Linked DNA regions of Xenopus laevis: region 2 is linked to region 1. A link is a contact called in public Hi-C data. All regions are on one chromosome and are shown on one strand. Each heading gives the region's core, a stretch centred on a gene start, on an enhancer-like site or on the middle of the called end of the contact. The rest is flanking DNA. Distances are from core to core; before and after follow the strand shown. Region 1 overlaps lsm4.L (U6 snRNA-associated Sm-like protein LSm4). Region 2 holds the start of jund.L (transcription factor jun-D).

The links. A called contact is a pair of places that touch in the nucleus more often than the background predicts.
Region 2: a contact with region 1 is called in a Hi-C map of the XL177 cell line, with 4 times the contacts expected there. The contact joins the promoter of jund.L here to the enhancer-like site in region 1. A contact is called at or near these places in 2 of 4 Hi-C or Micro-C datasets (the XL177 cell line and the XTC cell line).

Annotation. Positions count from the first base shown.
Region 1 is chr1L:112,860,840-112,868,509 of Xenopus_laevis_v10.1, reverse strand. It overlaps lsm4.L (U6 snRNA-associated Sm-like protein LSm4), which reads right to left. Exons shown (of 5, transcript XM_018255591.2): 4 at 4,464-4,647; 5 at 2,606-3,941. The coding sequence ends at 3,853. Among protein-coding and RNA genes, the nearest start is that of lsm4.L, 16 kb to the right of the region's middle. Within about 2 kb of position 3,614, at least 1 of the 7 cell types and tissues checked has an H3K27ac peak or open chromatin away from gene starts, as enhancers often do.
Region 2 is chr1L:112,955,574-112,963,243 of Xenopus_laevis_v10.1, reverse strand. It overlaps jund.L (transcription factor jun-D), which reads right to left and starts at 4,480. Exons shown (of 1, transcript XM_018255613.2): 1 at 2,461-4,480. The coding sequence starts at 3,836. The coding sequence ends at 2,934.

The DNA of each region.
Region 1 (7,670 bases), core at 2,365-4,864:
TGCTGTACATATATAGTATCTCCAAGCGATAAGAACAGGGTATAAGATAATGCAGCATTGTGTGTGTTGTTCCCTTGTATAACAGAGGCCACTGGAGAGCTTTGCTGATGTACTTTATGTGCTTTTGTAGGCAGGGAGCATTTTACCTGCTGTGCCATTTAGTTCTTTAGTTTGTTGGGGAAGGGAAAGTCTTGTGGTTTAAACTGCTAGAGAACAGAATACCAGTCCAGCTAAAGGCTCCGTTTCCCATAAAGGTCCTGTAAGGAAAGAGTTGCACAACCATTTGCACAGAGCTCTGTATCCACTTCACAAACAGGAAGTGAAATATTTACTGTTGAGGTGAAAGCCGCCACTTGTTCCTTCTTAACCCATGAAGGGGTGTGCACATGTATTCTCCTCTCCTCTCATAGTCGCTGCAGAAGAATTCCATACATTTCTCTTGGAGGTCTTGCTGTAATCACACATATAAACACCGTCTAAATAAAGTCCTCACTACTTCAATACAAAATGAGTTAGAAAACAGTTTCTCTGTATACATTGTCGATTTTGAAAATGCGTGTAATAATTTGTTGGAACAATGGGAAGTTATTTTGGCACGATTTGCCAAAGTTTAAAAAAACAACAACAAAAAACACCCGTTCCTGTACTGAAACCATGTTACCTATAGAGATATATGGGAAACGTGCTGCCTAAAGCGGAAGATGGACCTCTGCTCAGCAACACACACTTTAGCTTTGCGAGCAGTATTTCTCACACTGAGAGCACCCTATTTGGCTAGGCCTGCTTGCAAATCTGGTGAGTTCAGGGTGTATTTTCTATCAGCACCACATTACAGCAGCAGTGGCGATCTATTTTAAGGTTAAAAAAAAATATTAATGTACTAAATTTCAATGTACTAACTCTTTGAGGAACCAATGTATAGGAAGAGAATACATTTAAGACTACTGTAACTAGTTCAGTGGGTGGGTGAGGAGTCTGTTTATTAGTGATGTGCAGATTGGGCCAACCTCAGTGTGTGCGTGGCCGTCCCTTTTGTGATGTCATCAGCGGGGCAGGTAGGGGTATAAATAGATGGGAGTAGGTGGCTGCAGGCAGACTTGATTTAGGAGTTAATAAAAACCAGACACACACATCACTACTGTGTATGCCAGATCCATAGTGCCACCTGAGAGGGCACTACCCCCCTCTCTTCCCAGCAGTGTACCTTGTTTCTTCTTCTTATAGCAGGGGAGGTCAAGGGGCAGTGCACTTAATTTGGCCAGATTAGTTGCATTTCCATTCCATCCAGATTAGATACATTGTCAGGCAGGGAGCAGGTCTGAGTTGGCGTGGCCCACGGTCATGTCGGCCCAGTTAACCCTGGTTATCCAAAATGCTCGGGACCTGGGGTTTTCTGTATAAGGCATCTTTCCAACTTTTAGTACGATATAGGATGTGATATTCTGAGACAATTTGCAATTGGTTTTCATTTTTTTTCTTATATGTGGTTTATGAGTTATTGTGCTTTTTATTCTGCAGCTCTCCAGTTTGCATTTTCAGCTATCAGGTTGCTAGGGTCCAAATTACCCTAGTAACCCATGCATTGATTTGAATAAGTGACTGAAATATGAACAGGAGAGGGCCTGAATAGCAAGATGAATAATAAAAAGTAGCAAAAACAACACATTAATAGGCAGACAGAGCATTTGTTTTTAGATTGGGTCAGTGACCCCCATTTGAAAGCTGGAAAGAGTCAGAAGAAGGTAGCAAATAATTTAAAAACTATATTAAATAAAAAGTTGCTTATAATTAGCTTTTCTATAACATACTAAGAGGTTATTTATCAACAGTCAAGTTTGTGAGGTCTTCTCTACCTCATATAAACTCAACTCGAATGTTTGCCTATTTATAAAAACCTTGAATGTAAAAAAACTCATGAAGGCTATCATCATGAAGGCTAAAAAAATCCTCAAATTGTTCAAAGGACATCTGCCATTGACTTCTACATGACCCCGACAGGTTTTACTTTGGGTAATATTTGGGATTCAAGTTTTTTTGCAGCATCAGGCCATAGTGAATCTTGAATGAGTTTTTTTTTTTTTATTCAATCCCAAAAAATTCGAGTTTTTACTGAAACTACCCTCGAAAACTAAAATTTTTCAGGAAAAACACAACCTGACCTTCGATAATAACCTCTGAAAAGTTAAGTTAAAGGTGAAATACCCCCTTTAAACATTCATTTAACCCAATAGCATTGCTTGGCATTAGTGATGGGCAAATCTGTGGCATTTTGCTTTGCCAAAAAATTCGTAAAAAACGGCAAATAAATTTGCGAATAGCATCGACGTCAATGGGCTTCAAAATAATTTTGACACAAACGTAAATTTTTATACGTGCGATTGTTTTGTCCAAATGCATTAAAGTCAAAGGGCGTCCGATTAATTCTTTTAAAATTTAACTTAATCTGTTAAAATGAAGTCTATGGGAGATGGCCTTCCCGTAATACTGAGCATTCTGGATAACAGGTTTCTGGATAAAAGATCCCATACCTGTACATGCCACAAACGGTCTTCCTATGTAGTAAGACTTTTACTTACTTAACTAAAATAAGAATGAGAATTAAGTCAATTTTCCATTGCTAATATTTTATTTTTAAAGAAAAAAAAAAAAAAAAAAAGTGTCACAGCACTCTTACACTCTTAGTAACAAGAAAATGTTTTCCACAACAAAACACATTTTGTTTCCCCAATCTCCTCTCAATATTCTGACCGTTTTTGTTCAGAGAAATGTGGTCTTTTCACATACTAAAAAATAAAAGTGAAAAAAGGCAGCCAACCAGATTTAAGTGCTTATACAAGTGTTTAAATCATAAAAAAAAAGAAAGAGTGTTTAAGAAAATAGCCATATCTTTGAGGGACAAAAATGTGAATTTTATGTGAGGGGAAAAAAAAGAAAGTAAAATCATCGGCTGAATAGTAACCATGGCTACTCCAAAATATTTGAACACAAATCCAATGCAATTGAGGAACTGTAACCTCTACTCATTTAGAACATTCCATAACCAGATACAAGTGGAGAAATGTGCTTTTTATATTCTCCATGGGGGCATCTATTCAGCAAACTACAGCTCTCCTGGGACTTGGGCTTATGAAATGAGCCAAAACGCGGAATGCTTAATCACTCATGTAAATCTATTGTGCCAGTCACAAATTGCTATATACATATTCTCCATTTCAGAGGGTATTGTGTTACATATATGTGAAAGTTATTTAACCTTTTCATATGCAAACATAATTTAACTGAAAAAAAAAAAAACCTCCCCCAATATGCAATAGTAACTAAACCATTCTGGAAGATTTCACATGTATTCGAGAGGCATGTCTACATCAGATTGCATCTGTCTCCTTCATCTAGCAATGGCAGAGAAGTGGTTAAATAATGAAGCTCAAATGCATTACTCCAAACTGTTTGCATTGGCTTAGCTGACAAGCCAGTACCATACTGATGCTGCACAGTTGTTACAAGTGATGTGTACCCTTCTAACTACACACCCCAACCCCCTGCTTTTGGAGTTTAACCCAAATGACCTTTCGATGCCATGGGCTAAGTTCATTTGCAGGTTAGGATGTGAAGACCTCCCACAGGCATTAATCACGTGTTTTGACATCTGGCTCTGGCTCATGTCCCCTCTCTTGCTTTAAGCTGGTCCTACAATATGGAAAGAGGGAGGGGTGAAGTGGAAAAAAATGCAGTTCTTTTTTTGAAAATTGCTGGTGTGCCGAGACTTTAACACTTTTAACACTTTAAACATTTTGCAGAGCTGAGGCGTGACCATAGAGTCAATACTAAACGAATGTCTCTGGCAAGAAGACATCACTGTTTCCCAGACTGTCGGCCAGGCTTTTTGTCTTGCTGGCCTCTGCCTCCACCAGGGGTGCCCCTGCCTCGTCCTCCAAAGACACCTGAAAAACATTTACACTTTTGTTAGTATTCCATTCGCCAGAAATCTGATTGCGAAAGAGGCCGTCATTATTAAAGGGGTTGTTCGCCTTTGAGATAAATTTTAGTATGATATAGATAGTGAGTCTGAGACAATTTGCAATTGGTTTTCATTTTTTATAGTTTTTGAACTATTTTGCATTTTATTCTGCGGCTCTCTCATTTGCAATTTCAGCAATCCAGTTTCTAGAAAAAAAAGTGTTTGGAAGGCGAACAGCTAATTCAACCAAGGGCATATTTTCAACCTGTGAATAAACACAGGCCAAAAATCAGCCCCTCTGCTTGAAGCAGTCTTCTGTGTCTTTGTGTCTGCTCCTGGAAACACTGCATCGGCCCAAGTGCAGGCATACAGAGCTGATTTCTGAGCTAAAGGGCGAGTATGAATTTCACATAAACTGTGCCATGTGATGTTAAGACATTTATTCCATAGGTGTGTCCATACTTACTGTACATGCTTCGCAATACTAAAAGGCAAGAAGAATTACCTCGTCCACCTCCACCAGCTCCTCTGCCCTTCATCTGTTTTTGTTGCTGCATGCCTCCACGTCCTCTGCCCTTTGACATCACTTCTTCCTTTACCATGTCAATAATCTCATCAGGGATCCGCAAATATTTAATTGTGCTTCCCCGTATATAGCACTCTGGCATCCTCCAAAATTTATCACCATCCTGATACAAAACAATGGGACACAAAGCATCAGTATAGCAAGAAAGTGTTGTAGTTCCTTAGCTTTATGGCATGTTATTTCAAAATTCAGCATATCTTTTTTAATAAAATTCGAATTTCCACTATTCCTCTAAAAACGATGTTATGACCTTGTTTTTGAGGTCAAACTTCCTATGGTATGCGTGCAACACAGAAAAAAACCTACCTTGTGCTAGACCCATGAGCAGTCCGTGTCTGTGTCTCCTTTCTTATTAAAGTGTCTGTTCTGCACAGATTCAAAAACTCTTAATTATTAATGCCAATTTGTCTCAAATACGGGGATAAAAATGTGTCTGTTGTACATTCCTAGAACGTTGAATTCTCCCTAACCTTTTTAAGCTATGGAAGGGCCCAAGCAGATGTTGGGCTTGATCCTTAAAAAACAGAAAACTGCTGCATTAAAATAGACTTTTAAATCCCGTTGGAATCTCAGAACAACATTTCATTCATGTGCCCACTAAAACAAAATGAAACAATTCTATATTTTTCCTATATGTATATGTACAAGACAAAAATGCAGTATAGCTGCATATCCTTTTCCATTCTGTGATGTTGGCTATATTACTGCAACAGCTAGTGTGCCAGAGATTGCCATTCTGAGAACTAGAGGCACATTTATCAAGGGTCGAATTTCGAATTTTTTTTTTTTAAACGCCCATAAACTCCCATGAACTCAAAATTCGACCAATCGAAACGGGTTCTAAAAATCTAAATTTTTTAAACTCGGTTGAATAGGATCGACACGAAAACTCGAATCAAATTCAAATCTAATTTGATTGGATTTTAAAAAAATCGAAATGTATTCTAAAAATCAAGACCCGAAAACTAGAATCGAATTCAAATCTAATTTCATTTAAAAACTCGATTCATGCCAGGAAGGCTGCAACAACTCAAACTTGATCCCTGGACTTAAACAGCAATTCGGCAGGTTTTAGGTGGCGAATAGTCGAATTCGAGTTCATAAATCTTGAAAATCAAATTAGATTTTTTTTTTTTTTTAAGAACTCAAATCGAATTTGAACAACTCCCTAGTTGAATTTGACCATAAAAAAACTCTAAAATTCTAATTTCAAATTTTCAATTGGACCCTTGAAAAATGTGCCCCCTAGTATTGTCTAAAATATGGCTATTCATCACGATGGCATATGGCTTCAGTGTATTGTTTTGATGGCTTAACATTAAACACGGGAGGAATCCCTTGAGCAATCTACGTGTGCTGGAGTTGTGGAGGCGCCGTCATACAATACCCCAAACACTGTACTTAATTAGTGGAGAGGCCAGGTGTGCAGGTGCAATCTACTGCCTAAAATATGGCTTCAGTGGACACTCAGTCATTTATTCAAATAGTTCAGTCTGTTCAAATTTCTATTTTGGAAACGGACACTAGAGTTTTTCCCCTAAGCACAAAAGACTGATACAAAGCAATACATTTTCTCTAGCAGATCATAAGCTTACTCTGCCACCTAGTGGGCAACTATAACCATTGGAAAATGCTTTTAAATGTGCATTCTTCTAAGAGAAAATGGCATTCAAGAAACAGAAGTATCTTCCAAAAAAATAAATAAAGTACGATGATAGTTGGCAGCACTATGCATATTAGCAAACTGCTCAAATACCTGTCTTTTACAGTATCAATAACATACTACTCAAATCTCACCTGAGCAAACTTAGGTAGTCAATACTGCTGCAGAAATTCCTACAGAAAACCACTATTATCACTTTCCAGCTGAATGCAGCTTCAGAATTCTTGCTTTGACCTGAAATCTGACAACAATATACTATAATGGGAACCAGAGAAAGCTAATTATTTTCTCTATTTAGCTAGATTTGTTCAGCCGTTGGGAGAACATTTGCTTCCTGCCCAACAATGATTCCAAGTAAAACTGTGAGTCAAAAACTAAAATCGTATTGTAATGTTTATTGTTGTGTTGTTTAAAATGCAAAATAAAAACATTTAAAAAAAAAGAAAGAAGTTGACTCAGTCAAATTCAGATAGCATAAAAGTGAAAATCTGAGACACTTGTTGAAAATTCAGGCGCACATGCATAATCTAACATAAACAGGACAGAGCAAGAATGGACCAAAATATGCCCCAAAAATGTGCAAAGCTGGATCCCACCGAAAATCTTGCGAAAAATGAAAATTTAATATAAGCTTCATCATACTAAAATAAGATCATTAGATAAAATCAACTAAAAATTCAGACCCAGTTCTGAAATTATCAAGATACTCTTCACCCTCCTCCTCTCAGCATCTGTCTCTCTTCATTCTATCTTCATACAGGAGCTGGGAGTCTGATTTTGAATGACAGTTAAGCCTTGGGGGAGGAGGGGTTAATTTTGCCTATAACATGTCTTATAAACTTACTCTTTTAAAATTAACAGAAATCTTGTTTCCTTATGTGCAGAGTTGGTGCCGAAGGCAGTGATTTTCTTTGTAGTGGAATCAGTTATTTGAGTGATCTGCTAGGAAGGGAAACCACTCTAAAAGATAAAATGGGTTTAACCATCAATGAAAATCTGACACCCAACTCCTACATGAAGACATAATGGGGCTCATTTTTAAACACTGGGAAAATTTGCACCTGGGCAGCAACCAATCAGTGCTTAGATTTTTTCAGCCAGCTACAAGGAGAGCAATGAAAGCAAACATCTGATTGGTTACCATGGGTAGCTGCCCATGTACAAATTGTTTATAAATTACTACCTGTGCAGAGACACAGATGATGAGCGAGGGACAGTGAAGATAAACTTGATTATTTAAGTAAAAGTAAAGAATTTAAAATTGATTATATCAATTTCTTTTAGTATGAAGCTTGTATTAAATTTTAATTTTTGCGAGTTACCCTTTAAGTTGCAAAAGATATAGCTCACCAAATGGTATGTTTCTTTATTTCACTAAACAAAATATTATTGCTGGATTTTATCTAGTAAACAAGAGAACTGGTCAAGGGTTTCAGTATTTTTGCAAAGCACTGTACTGACCT
Region 2 (7,670 bases), core at 3,231-5,730, 94 kb before region 1:
CAGGTACAAATTTGCACAGTGTTTATAAATGAACCCCACTAAGTGGTTCATTATATAATACCTTTTGTTATAATTTGAGGAGAAAAAGTAAAAAAAATGACCAGGATCACAGAATGCAGTGGCATAACTGCGCCCCGCAGCAAATTATTTTTCAGGCCCACAATACATCCCACAATAACTTGTCGTACCAATATTTATTGAAATTGTATATGAATTAGGGCCTCATGGAGCCCCTGTATCTCTTGGCACCCCACTGTAGCTGCAGGGTCTGCTTCCTCTGTAGTTATGCCCCTGAAAGAAATGGTTTATATCATTATATGGCTATCCCGATTCCAGGCTTAAAGGAATTGTTCAGTGTAAAAATAAAAACTGGGTAAATAGATAGTCTGTGCAAAATAAAAAATGTTTCTAATATAGTTAGTTAGCCAAAAATGTAATGTATAAAGGCTAGAGTGATTTCATGTATAACATGTCAGTCAGAACACTACTTCCTGCTTTTCAGCTCTCTTGGTTTACACTGACTGGTTACCCTGGTTACCAGGCAGTAACCAATCAGAGACTTGAGGGGGGGGGGCACATGGGTCATATCTGTTGCTTTTGAATCTGAGCTGAATGCTGAGGGTCAATTACAAACTCACTGAATAGAAATGTACCATGTGGCCCCCCTTCAAGTCGCTGACTAGCTCAGAGTTATAGAGCTGAAAAGCAGGAAGTTGGATTCTGGCTGTTTTATTAGAGATCTGTTCACTCCAGCCTTTATACATTACATTTTTGGCTAACTAACTATGTATATTAGAAACATTTTTTATTTTGCACAGCCTATCTATTTACACAGTTTTTATTTTCACACTGAACTGTTCCTTTAATTATGTATTACTTTCATGCACACACATACCAGTCATAGAGTTAAAAGAATGGTTCACCTTTAAGTTTTTTAGCATGTTATAAAATGGCTAATTCTAAGCAATTTTACAATCGGTCTTCATTTTTTTATATATAGTTTTTAAATATTTTCCTTTTTCTCTTTCCAGCTTTCAAGTGGGAGGTCACTGACCCCATCTAAAAAGCAAATGCTCTGTAAGGCTACAAGTGAATTGGTATTGCTGTGTGTTACTCATCTTTCTAGTCAGTTCCCCTCCTATTCATATTCCAGTCTCTTATCAAATCAATGAATGGTTGCTAGGGTAACAGACCTTAGCAACCATATTGTGGAAATTGCGAACTGGAGAGCTGCTGGTTAAAAAAAACTAAATAACTCAAGAACCACAAATAATAAAAAATGAAAACCAATTGCAAATTGTCTCAAATAGCACTCTCTGCATCATACTAAAAGTTAACACAAATGTGAACAACCCCTTTAATAGCTACAACTGATCAGTCTTTACACTTATACTGTACAAATACTGTAAATGTGAAAAAACACAAAAAAATGACAAATTTCACAGTATTACGGTACAACTCTCGCACACACACAAATCTGTGTGTAAAGATCTGTATGGTAATACTCATACAAAGTACAATAGTGTGCGGAGGATAAACACATTTAATATGTAACATACTGTATAGAGAAGTTTGGCCACAGACAACTGAAAAAAATGTAGTACCTGCAAAAATAAGTTTCTTGTCAATTTAATAAAGCAAATGTTTTGAACCATCATGTGTGCCATTCAGTATAAAGTCATATACTCTCTTTATAGCTTAGCACCACTGATGCACACATTTCCTACCCAGACATATAATATGCACGTAAGATTGTTCTACTGCCTTGCTAAAACTGACATTATAACAAAAATCAACTTTTTATGAAGTTTTATGAAGTGACTAAGTCAGGTCTAACAGATGCCATAGGAAAACCACCAACCAATGCCAATTCATTTTAACAATACTTTATTATATATAAGAGCACTGGAGTACTGTATATACTGGAATGTGTAGTAAAAAAAAAACAGTTTGAAAACATTGTTCCCAGTATAACTTAATTATAGCAAACTGAACACTCCAAACAAAGGTTCTTTAAAATATTACATTTACATTATTATACAAAGTATAGCTCAGCATAGAAGATGCAGACATAGTGCAATCAAGCACTTTAACTTCTTTGATACTGAAATTTCCTTTATGTGTGGATTTGTCCAGTAGCTAAGAAGTTTCAGTGCAGGTTATTGCAGTCTATGCTGTCCTCTGCTTTTGAAACATTGTAAACATTTAAGGCAGTTTATATATATATATATATATATATATATAAATCAGCATTGATTGCACTTGGCATTAACATCCAACCAAGTTTGTCTAAAACATGTTCTGGATATAGGCATTACTGCATGTATGAACTTGTTTCCACAGCTCAAGAGAGAACATCACTGGAGTGAGCAGTAGGATAAGGATCTAGGAAACAAAACCTTAACCCACAAAACATCATGTAAGTCGGGATATTTATGCACTCTAGATAATAGTAGTCAATGTTGTTTTGGGCCTCTTCAATGTTCCTTACAGTTTGTGTTATGGTGTTAAATTGGTAAATCTGTCTGTACTATGCAGGATGGTTTACATGAAGAAAAACAAACAAACAAAAAAATAAAACAAACTCTGCAGCAACACTGTGTCTCAAAAGTATCAGTCTCAAGAAATTTGCAGCCCTAATATCATTCCAACACCTTGCTCCTCCACCATGGTTGTGTTTACATTTCTTTTAAAGGGTCACCCTACATTAGATGATGCTATTTGGTTATGATCAGTAGTAATGGGAGAGGTTTGATGCTTCCCAAAGTGATAGGCCACCCCCAGAGTCTTTGGTCATTTGTGACGATAATCTTTACAAAAATGACAAAGTCACAACTAAATTTACTTAGTGAGCTTCTCAAAACTGGAATAAATGTTAGAGGTGTAAGGTAAAGCAATGGATAGGTCCGCATAATAGATGAAAGAGCCAGTGCTTAGTAGGCTTGGACCTGTTGGGGCAGAAGCTGGCAGCCACTGTTGACATGACTCATGACCTTTTGCTTTAGTTGGGCCACCTGTTCCCTCAGCAGGTTAGCAGTAGATGCCAACTCAGTGTTCTGTGTCTTAAGGCTCTTTACTTTTTCCTCTAGTCTGGAGATTCGCTCAAGCTTTCTTTTTCTGCATTTAGATGCTGCTATCCTGTTTCTCAGCCTCTTTCTCTCAGCTTTGATCCTTTCCTGTGTGTCCATATTTATAGGGGACATTGGTGGACTATCCCCAAAGCTGGCCACCTCTGGTACAATCTGTGGCTCATCTTTCAGAGCCTGCAATCTGGGTGGTGGAGGTGCTGGTTGCTGTATCATGTTTGATGGTGGTGGTGGGTATGGCACAGTCTCAGTACTATAATTGACAGCGGTTCCCATAGCCCCACTAGGGTAGTTGCTAAGATTGACATAGACAGGAGCATCAGATGTTGGTGGAGGCTGAAGGCTAGATCCAGCAGAAACTGAGCTTATATCCAAAGTATTTGATTGAACCCCCAATTGGTTCTGCTTATGGAGATCTTCCAGTGCCTTCACAAAGCCCTCTGCAAATTCTTGCTCCTCACTAGCCACCTTTGGGTACATAAACTGGCTAGTAGTAGGTGTGGTGGTGACCATGCCATTTGACTGGATAATAAGCCTCTCCAGTTCAGGAGAAGCCAACTTCAGTAGTCCAAGATCAGGGGAGGTAAGCATGCCGTCCCCACCACGGAGATGTGGCTTTAAATTAGCTACAACCTGGTCGTTCAGGTCAAGGTTCAGATCCTTTTTCATCATAGCGTCAAGAGCAGAAATGTAGAGGGAAGCCTGATGAACATTCAACACATTATCATGATAGAAGGGTATTTCCATCATCCCCTGACAAACCGAAGTAGAACTGGGTGTGTATGCGACACAACGTGTACCCCTTTTTGCTTACACCCCTTGACTACAAGTCCAAAACTTCTGATGCTTTGCCAAAGAGAAAATGCTGAAAGGAATCAATGCTTCCTCTTACCAGCCACTCGGACTATGGTACGTTGTTACAAAGTAATGGAGCAGTGCAATCAATCCAATGAGCCTTTGTTAACTCTCAGACGTGTCCCAAAGGGGAATATGTGCCCCCTCCCTCGTCTTAAAAGTGGGACATCCTGTGTGGGACTTCCATTACAGAAAGAGTAACCATACAGAGAATAATCCAACGTCTGGGGGAGTCATAGAGCAACTTTGGGTAGGTCTCTGCCTCATCAGCAGACAGGATCCCTCTTTGTTTTCACTGCTGCTAGAGTCGTAGCAAAATGTTCTTTCTGCCAGCTTCCGAGAACCACAAATATAACTCCAATAAAAAGTCCTTCGCTTTCATAAAGTTCCAGGTTTTTGACTGGATTCAGAGTAGGCTCTTAGTTCCTGTTAGCCTGCCAGCAACGAGATAGGTGCCGTCTCGGTGTTTACAAAGCTTAATATTTCCCCCTCCGGTCTTTCACTATACACTAAAGAGTTTCGCCCAGTTCAATTATATATACCGTCCCCATCAACATGATGTCACCTACCGACCAGGAGATTGGCTCGCCATGACGTGAAGCTATTCCTTCATTTGCATAGTGGGCGTGTCCTGTAGGCAGCAAGGCAGGCTGGGTTGAGGTCATTTGTTAACCCCTTTGTGTCTCGCAGAGCAATGCTGATCCTAATTGGGTGGCAAGTGTGTCACGTGTTCCATTTTACTCGCGTAAGTAGAGACGTCAGAGGGTATTTATAGACACGTGTACAGGGAGTGCCTAGTTGCCTGTGTAGCTAGAATTTGCCGGTAGTGACAGCAATATATGAATGTATTTGGTTTTGCTTCATTCCCCCACTTTCCTACACAGCAGTCACTTACCTTGGTTTGTCAGCCAGCCTGCCTTCAAGTGTTAATACACTCTACTCAGGCCAAGACTGACAATCTGTTTGTTTCGGCAAATGCCTGAGGGGCGCTCCATATTTTGTTTAAGTGGGTCGCTCCTATAACACTTTCTTTTGCTGCATTCGGCAGGCTCTAGGACCGCTCCTCCAGTCTATCTCCCACTGTGGCTCCGTCCCTCCCACTCCTCTTGTGCTGCTGCCGTGCTGTGTGTGTGTGTGTGTGTGTGTCCCAGCACGGTCAGCATGGCATTTCTGTGAGTATGCTTCCTTCCTCTATCGATTGGGAAAGCAGTAGGGATGGTGCAGTATGCTGGGTATACGGAACTCATTTTAGGACATTCTGCAGCGAAATACCTGTCCTGCATGCAATGTCCTATGCCTTCGGAATGGTGCATCGGTTGCTTTTGCCGTCACCCATCGTCCAAATCTGCAATCATACCTCTGTCCTCTACCCTCTCTTCTCAGCCGTCACACATACGCATGGGCGATCCTGGCCCCTCTGCTGCCTGAGGCAGCAGTTTTCCGGCGCCCCCCCCCTCCCCCGTGCGCTTACCTTTTTGCACCTGAGGGGGTCCAGGGGGGTCCACGAGGGCGGCAGAGAGGGCCAGTATGCTAGCACAGAGAGCCTAACTGCGCTCTCTGTGCTAGAAAAGCTGGAAATTTAGCTCTTAAAGTACCAGGAGCGGCATTTTTGCTGCCCCTGGTACCTAGTGGGGTGCTGCCACCTTGCCTCATTGGCGAAGCGCCAGTGGCGGAACTACCAGGGGAGCAGGGGGTGCGAGCGGGCCAGGGCCCGCACCCCCTCAGGGAACCCCGGTAGCCCGCGCGCCACTGAAAATGCTGGGCGGTAAGGAGGGGGGCGTGGCCCGGCTGCACGTCACGCACCAGGGCCCGCCCCCTCTAGTTACGCTACTGCGAAGTGCCCCTGCTCATACAAACTCCGCCCTCAGCCTTCTGCCCTCAATCCTCCGCCCTCAGTCCTCTTCCTTTTTTTTCTCTGCCCTCGCTGCTCAGCACTCCCCCCTCAGATCTCTCTTTTTAGCCGACAGTCTTATCCATAAGTTTCTAAAGTGGTGAGTGAGGGCGGAAGGAAGAGGACTGAGGATGGGAGGCAGAGGACTGAGTGCGGAAGGATGATGACTGAAGGAGGAGGATGGAGGGCTGAGGGTGGAAGACTGAGGGAGGAAGGCTGAGGGCAGAAGGCTGACGGCGGAGTTCCTATGAGTGAAGGCTGAGAAGGGAGGGTAGAGGACGGAGGTGTGATTGCAGATTTGGACGATGGGTGGCGGCAAAAGCAACTGATGCGCCATTCCGAAGGCATAGGACATCGTATGAAGGACATGTATTTTGCTGCAGGATGTACTAAAATGCGTTCCGTATGGGTGGGTCTCAGATGAGTTGGGGACATCGTCATTTGGTTACATTGTACAGTGGGGGGCAGGGCGCAAGCTGGGCTGTTGAGCAGTGTCGGACTGGGGTGCCTGGGGCCCACCAGGAAACCTCATCTCAAGGGCCCACACCCCTCCCCAGTAAAAAAATTGTGCCCACAAATAAATATCAAAATTAAAAAAAAAATCTTGTTCAACTCTCCAGTTTGAAATGTCAGCACCAATCGGGTTGCTAGGGTCTAAATTACCCTAGCAACCAGGCAGTGGTTTAAGTCAGAAGTAGGGGAAATAATTTGAAAACTATACAAAATAAAAAAATTACAATTTTAAATGGCAATTTCTTGTAGAACACTCCCAGAATTCATAGCAGCATGGCATAGTGGGAATTTCATGTATAAATAACCCCAGAATTCATAACAGCATGGCACAGCAGAATTCACAGAAGGATGGCGAGGTGGCAATTTAATGTATAATATTGCTAGAACTCACAGCTGCATGAACACACTAGCAGGTATATGTAATACCTCCCAGAGCTCAAAACAGGATGACAGTGGCAGATTTACAAATGATACCCCTGAACACTGTTATTTTTTTTTTTTTATAAAATAATTTTAGCAGAGGTAATGGTAAATGACAAGAAGGAAAAGGTTAAACCCTAGATAAATACCACCAGGCAGAATGAGCAATAAATAAAGCTTGAGTTCTTACTAGTTTTCTTGCTGCTGTGATGGGGGGTGGAATCTGGAAAGCTGCCAGCAACTTTCTCAAGTGTAGATAAGCCCAGCGTAAAGACCTACTTGCACCTTATCTACAGGACCCATAATTCACTTTGTAATGTGACGCTGCAGCTGTTTTGCTGTTCTTCGAGCTGCCTGCTTGTTTTCTTCTTACGCAGCCTTGTGAGAGAGCTACGTTGAATTGCAGGCAGGTGGTGGGCCACGGGATGGGATCCGTGAAGCAAAGTGATGGACGTGGGCAGTGGGCCCACTGCCAATCGTTTACCGGATTGCTTCAGATTTTAGTGGGGCCCACCGCCCTTGTCACTCACGGACCGTACATTTCAAAATTAATTATTACTATGTGATGGCAAGGTAACTAAGGCCTAGGGGCCCACCAATGCCGGGGCCCACCGGGTTATTTCCCGGTGCCCCGGCAGGCCAGTCCGACCCTGCTGTTGAGGGACACCGGGCTGCTGGAATGCACAGAGCAGAGATTCACTACACGTGGGCTTTCTACCTGCCCTGATTGTGCTACATCCCTTTTGTGCCTCTACATGCCCCACACACAGTGCTTTTCTAGTAGATAAAGTGTAGCATCTCCCTGACACAGTGGCGGAACTACCGGGGGAGCAGGGGGTGCGAGAGGGCCAGGGCCCGCACCCCCTCAGGGCCCCCCGGCAGCTCACGCACCTCTCAGTTTAGCG